Linked DNA regions of Sus scrofa: region 2 is linked to region 1. A link is a contact called in public HiChIP or PLAC-seq data. All regions are on one chromosome and are shown on one strand. The core of a region is the stretch at or near the end of the contact, and the rest is flanking DNA. Distances in the headings are between cores, read along the strand shown.

Region 1 (3,241 bases), core at 649-3,148:
GGGGAAACAAAAGGCGGAGGCCCAGGCTGCCCCGCCGCCCCGGGGTCTGGAGCCCGATCTGTCCCCGAGAGGAGAGGGTGACAGGAGCTTCGGCGGGGACTCCCCCGCCCCGCCAGCCCTGGGGCAGCCCCCACCGACCTTACCTGTGGTATTGAGCTTGCAGGAACTGGAATTCGTCTTTGATCCTGTCACAAGACTCAGCCACTGTGAATTTAAATCCCGGCTGCCCAGGTTGATGGGGAGCCTGGAGCCGGCGAGGACAAGACAGGGGAGGGGCGGGGGCGTCAGACGGGGCACCAAGCTGTCCAGGCCCCTCGGTGGTTTCCTCTGGTCTCCCCCCGCCCCCACCCAACCGGAGAGGCCACCCTCACGGCCCAGAACCTTCCCAGCAAGTTTCTCAGCTCTCCGAAGGGGCGTGGGGGGGAGATCTCTCCCTATTGGCCGCGGGGCTCCCATTCCTTTTTAGAAGGGGCACCCCTTCCCAAGTAAGACCCAGGTGGGGGAGACAGGCTGAGTGAGTTGGAAGACTTAGGCGAGGGGGCGGAGGACAGCGTGAAAACAAACAGTTCCCCGGGAACACTGGCAGCCCCCCCCAACCCCCCCGCCAATCGAGCGGAATTAACCTCCTCTCGCAACGGCGCCCCCCCATCCCATCCCCTTTGTGCGAGCGCGCGCGCGCGCACACACATACGCACAGACACACACACACCCCACACACACCATAAAGGTAGCAACAAGCAAAATGGAGGTGCCAGATAAACTGCCTCGTTTACCCTGCCATGATAGATGCTTAAATAAACCAAGTTGCAATTACTCACCGGATGTCTGCCTTGCGGATACATGGCAGGGAGGGGTCGTGATTCTGAGAGCGTAGAAACGCGGAGAGCTCGGGTCGGGGAGGTGCGGGGGAGGGGGGAGCCAAGACCGAGCGGGGGGCGGCCGGGAAACCGAGAGCTCGCCCCCGGCCCCCCCAGCCCGCTCTCGCAGCGAAATCCCAGAGTCAGGCGCCCGCCCCAAGCGGAGACAAAGAGCCGAGAAGCAGGCGGCAAAGTCGTCGGCGGGCACCGAGGCCGGGCGGTGGGCTTGGGCTTTGTGCACCTAGGGTTCGGCTGACTGAAGCCGGCCGCCTTCCCCCCACTGCCTGGAGCGCGTCAGAGCCGGAGACTGCGCGGACATCGTCGTCACCCCGGAGGGTCCGGCGCGGGGTCCCGAGGTCCGGGGCCCCTCCTGGGGCAAGCGCGGGCGCCCTCCGGATCACTCAGCGCGTCGCGCCGGGAGGGGGACGCGCCGGGGCAGTCCGAGCATCCAGGGCGTTCAGGTCCGATCCCAGGGGCAGCTCTCCGCGAGAAGAGGAAGAAGGCAAGCACCGAGGTGGCGGCTTGGGCCGCAGGAGCGCCGGAGGGTGAGGGCGGGAGCCCGGCGCGGGCGCTTCGACGCCCCCCCTTGGAGAGGAGAGCCTGCTGTTCAGTCTGCTTCTGTCGCCGCCGCCGCTGCGAGCCCTTCCCAGGGCCGAGGAGGAAACTCCGCGCTCAGGAGGTGGGAATCAACCGCCCTGGCATCCTAACTCCAGCAGGCACAGGAAACCGCCGCAAAAGGGTCCTCGCTGCTCCCAGCTCGAGGGCCGGGTCCCCAGCGAGGAGCGCTTGGCGCCGCCGCCGCCGCCGCCGCCTCCGAGCGCGCAAGCAGGAGAGCGCTGGAGGGGAGACGCAGCCCGAGACCGGGGACCTCTGCGGCTTCCTTCCTTCCCCTCGGCCCGGCTCTCCTCTCCGCTCCCCGACAATCCCCCCAGACGCGCGCGCGCGCGCGCGCGCACACACACACACACACACACCAAAAAAAAGTGCCCCGGACCTGCGGATACCACACACAGACAAGCGAGGGGGACGAGCACGAGGTCTGAACTGCCGCGAGAGCAGTTCCAAATAGGGACTGAAAAGTAACAAAATAATGTGGCAGCTTCGCCAGCCGCTAACCAATGGGAGCGCGGGGTCCCCACGTGGGGCTGTCGGACTCGGCCTGCGACTGGGCGCCGCCGGGCGCGACGTCACAATGCCCTCTTGTGTCTAAAACTATGCATGAAAAGTAGCAATCAGGCCCTACCCGCTGGTGACTTTCGCAGGGGAGTGAAAAACAGCGCTCCTCAGATCAGGAATTAACCGAAAGACATATAATAAATAGATATATATTATAGTACTGGGCTGCTAAGGATTTCCCCCCCCCCCGCTCTTTTTTCCCACGATCTACTAGCAAATAATTATTTGGCGGGAGGGGAAAGAGAGAAGACAGAAGAATAACAACAAAAGAAAAAAAAGACAAACTGTACAGTCCTCAAAACCTGTGGCTGGTAGTAATGTATCAGTTTATTCTGCAGAGGCGGCGAAGGATTCCTCCCTCTAATCTCATTAGGTCTGCAAAGCAGCCCAATTAGATACTATAAAACAAACAGAATCACTTTGTCACTTTAATGTTTTCACTTCACAAGATTTAGGACCGATAAAATGGTGGCTCCCGAAGTTGCCTGCCACCTTAAAAAAATTTTGCTCGGAACTGAGGGTGTCCCTTTCTTTTCCCCTTCTCCTGCCCTCCTACTCCCCCCACCCCAGGCCCCCAGCTTTTCTTCTTTGTTCATTCGTCCTTTTCAGAAAGCCAAATAAACAGCGTCTTTGATGTGCGGCGGCTGCCCGCGGGGAGAAGCCTAAGGAACTCTCCTTTGGCGGGCAGAGCAGATGGAAAGGCCCGACTGCCCGCGGACACTCGGGTCCTCCCGCGCTATCCCCACTCGGGGCTCCTTCCTGGTGGAGACGGCTACGCCCTCGCCGCAGCTGTTCATTGAGCGTCGGGGCCGGGGAAGCGGAATCGGGAATGCCGTGGCTGCTGGCCCCACCGCGGCCCGGGAGCTCCGAGTTCCGTCCCGGATTTCTCAGCTTGCTCCCGGCAGGGTCTTCGCGTCGGCGGAAGCCTGTGGAGGGGCGCGCGTGCAAGCCCGTAGGTGTCTCGGCCGCCAGCCTTGACGCCCTGGGAGGTGCAGACTCTCATCCGCCCCCGTGCGCTCCTCTTCCCACCCCCGCCGCCGCGCCTCCGGGACTCCCCGCGCGGTTGCACACTCGACTCTGGGTCCAGTTTGCCCGCAAACAGATAGCCTCGATCGCCTGCACTCGGGGTTACATCAGGGCAGACGGGCCGTGGGGACATGGGCCTCAAGCGGCTGGAAGGCTGGAGTGGCCGCGCCCCAGATCCCACG
Region 2 (3,195 bases), core at 411-2,910, 230 kb after region 1:
CTTCTCTTCCTTCTCTGTCCCCTTCTCCCTTGTCTTGTGAGCACATCATCTGTGTGGTTTCCAAGCAACAGGAAACTCAGAGGTGATGCTGGTGCTAGGGAAGAGGGGGTTTCCAGAAAGGACTGGGCTGGAATAGCACAAGCGTCATCAGCCGGACACTCTATTTGTGTATCTTTTCCAGGTCATCTGGTTTGCTCCAGCCCCTGGGACACAGAGCTGTGAGAAAGCATGCATCCTTTCAGATCCAACTGGTGGCGGGCGTGACCCTCCAGGAAATTTTCCTTTGCTGGCTGCCCGAGTTGGCCAGACAACTTATCCTCTGATTGGGGGGTCACACATCACCCCAAGAGAATGGTGATTTTTTTCTGAAGGCAATGGCAGCAGAGGGAGAGGGAGGAGGCTTAAAATAACACACACACACACACACACACACACACACGTGCGCACATGCAGAAGACCAATGTGTAACACTGATGGACTCACACAGACTTCAGGATTAATTTATAGATGCTTCTTAAGCTGAAGTGACTCGTTCAGGCAGCTGGGCCAGGCCAGGCCACGCTTCTTGGGCTTTCCATCTGCTGAACCATTCCCGCCTCAGCCCCAGCTAATGTAGAGGAAGAAAAGTGCTGACAGTGGCCACAGGCCATGGTGGGATCATGCTCCAGGTCTTTGCACTCAAGCCGCCTGGAATGGCAGAGTTCTAATGATTTTTTTTTTTTTAACTTCTTCATTGTTTTGTTTTTTAACTGCAGCAAAATCTTCAGAGGGTGCCATATACCTGTCTTTTGTGTGTAATGCAACGACTTTTGATGGACGTATATACCACGTCACCCAAGTTACAAAACATTCCATTGCCCCAGAAAGTTCTTTTGTGTCCCTTCCAGTTACAGTCACCCCAAAGGTGCCATTCTTCTGATTTCTTTCACCATACCCAAATTCTAGAGCTTCATGTCAGAACAATCACCCTAGGTTTATTATCTTGTATTATTTTTTTTCCACTCAGCCCAAGGTCTGTGAAGTTCATCCAGCTGTTGTGTGCATCGGTATTTGAATCCAATATCCTCTGACTCCTAGCCCAGCATGTGAACCCACACCTGTTGGTTTGCCTCTGTTCACTGGCAGTTCTGTTGTTTCCAGTTTGGGGCTATTGCGAAGAAAGCTGCACCAAGCATCCATGTACCAGACACTGTGTGGACACAGGCTTTCATTCTCTTCAATTAAAAATCTAAGAGTAGAACTGCTGGATCATAAGGAGGCAAATATTTAAAATTTAGAAGAAATTTATCATTGAAGCAGTTGTACTGCTTACACTATCTGCACAAATGTGGGGGAGTGGCAGTCCACCAGCTCTTTATCCTCACCAAGGTTTCATGTTGCTGGTCTAGGGCCTGAACCCATGGCATATGGGTCTAATCGGAGCTGTAGCTGCTGGCCTACACCACAGCCACAGCAACACAGTATTCGAGCCATATCTGTGACCTACACCACAGCTCACGGCAATGTCGGGTCCTTAATCCACTGAGCAAGGCCAGGGATCAAACCTGCAACCTCATGGTTCCTAATCGGATTTGTTTCCCTTGCGCCATGATGGGAACTCCTGCTGGTCTTTTTAGTTTTAACCACTCTTGGGTGTGAACAATGGTAGCTCATTGTGATCTTCATTTGCATTTCCCTGATGACTAATGATGATGAGCACAGCTTCCTGTGTTTACTGGCTATTCACACACCCCAGAGTCACAAGCATTTTCTCCTAAAAACGTTATTATTTTTTTTTCTTTTTCTTTTTAGGACTGTACTTGTGGCATATGGAGGTTCCCAGGCTAGGGGTTGAACTGGAGTTGCAGCTGCCAGCCTACACCAGAGCCACAGCCACAGCAATGCCAGATATGAGCCACATCTGCAACCTATGCCACAGCTTGTGGCAACACCACTGAGCGAGGTCAGGGATGGAACCCACATCCTCACAGAGACAATGTTGGGTTCTCAATCTGCTGAACCACAGTGAGAACTCTTTATAATCTTAACATTTACCTTCAAGTCTATGATATAGCTCAAATTAGTATTTGGGTGTGGTGAGAGGTAGAGGGCTAAGTTGGTTTTTACCATATATATCCAGGTGTTTAATATTGTTGCAAAGGCTTTTCTGTCCCATGATATTGCTTCAGAACCTTGGGTGAAAATCAATTCACTGTCTCTTTGTGGGTCTATTTCTGGTCTCCCTGGTCTCTTCTATTTATCTGTCTTTCCTTATGCTGATGCCACACTGTCTTGATTACGTAGCTTTACCATAAGTGTTGAATCAGGTAGTTTAAGTTCTCCTCTCTTTGGCAATATTGTTTTAACTATCTATATCTTTGCTTTTCCATATAAATTCTTAATAACGTGTTTCTTGTCATTTTCTACAAAAACATCTGTGGAGATTATACTTGGAATTACTTTAAATTTAGGCAGAATTGATACCTTAACAATATTGAGTTTTTCAACTCATCAACATAGAATATCTCTTTACTTACAAGGTTTTTTAAAAAATATCTTTCAGCAGTGTTTTGTCATTTTATGATAAATATTATCCATATTTTCTTCAATTTATTCCTAAGTATTTTGGGCATTGGAATATTAATGTAAAAGAGCACTTAAAATTTTATTTTCCAATCTTTTGCTGCTAGTGTATAGACTTGTATAGATTTGGTTCTAGGAGCTGCTTTGTAGGTTCCCTAGGATTTTCGATGTAAAGAATCACGTTATCTGTAAAGAGAGTTTTAATTCTTTTGTTCACATTTTAATTCCTCTATTTCTTTTTTATTATTATTATTCTACCTTATTGCATTGTCTGAAATCTCCAATACAAAGCTGAACAGAAGTGGCAAGACCAGACATTATGGCTTAATTCCCATCCTAGAGGAAAGCATCTAATATTTTAGATTGGTTATATTTATGGTGTGGTTAATTTTTTTAGATACCCTGTATGATATTAAGGAAGTTATCCTCTATTCCCAGCTTTCTGAGAATTTTTTTATGATCAATAGATGCTGATTTTTGTAAAATGCTCTTTTGGACCTATGATCTTATGATTTTTCTCTTTTATTCTATTAATTTGGTGAATTATATTGTTTGGTTTTTTGAATATTGAACCAACCTTTATTCCTGGGATAAACTCCAAGTGACCATGATGTATATTACCTTTTTTTACAT

What was found. HiChIP or PLAC-seq counts read pairs in DNA pulled down with a chosen protein or histone mark.
Region 2: an H3K27ac HiChIP or PLAC-seq map of alveolar macrophages shows a contact between it and region 1. The contact joins the enhancer-like site here to the promoter of TLE3 in region 1. A contact is called at or near these places in 4 of 5 promoter capture datasets (fetal liver, fetal skeletal muscle and liver), 7 of 47 Hi-C or Micro-C datasets (alveolar macrophages, embryonic fibroblasts, heart right ventricle and 3 more) and 2 of 2 datasets of contacts at active chromatin or transcription factors (alveolar macrophages and skeletal muscle).

Annotation. Positions count from the first base shown.
Region 1 is chr1:167,854,015-167,857,255 of Sscrofa11.1, forward strand. It overlaps TLE3 (transducin-like enhancer protein 3), which reads right to left and starts at 1,899. Exons shown (of 20, transcript XM_021100790.1): 1 at 819-1,899; 2 at 144-244. The coding sequence starts at 842.
Region 2 is chr1:168,081,026-168,084,220 of Sscrofa11.1, forward strand. It overlaps LOC110261998 (a long non-coding RNA gene), which reads left to right. Exons shown (of 3, transcript XR_002346479.1): 3 at 182-1,476. Among named protein-coding and RNA genes, the nearest start is that of TLE3, 230 kb to the left of the region's middle. Within about 2 kb of position 1,661, at least 2 of the 83 cell types and tissues checked have an H3K27ac peak or open chromatin away from gene starts, as enhancers often do. A contact at or near this core is called in alveolar macrophages, where this site is marked.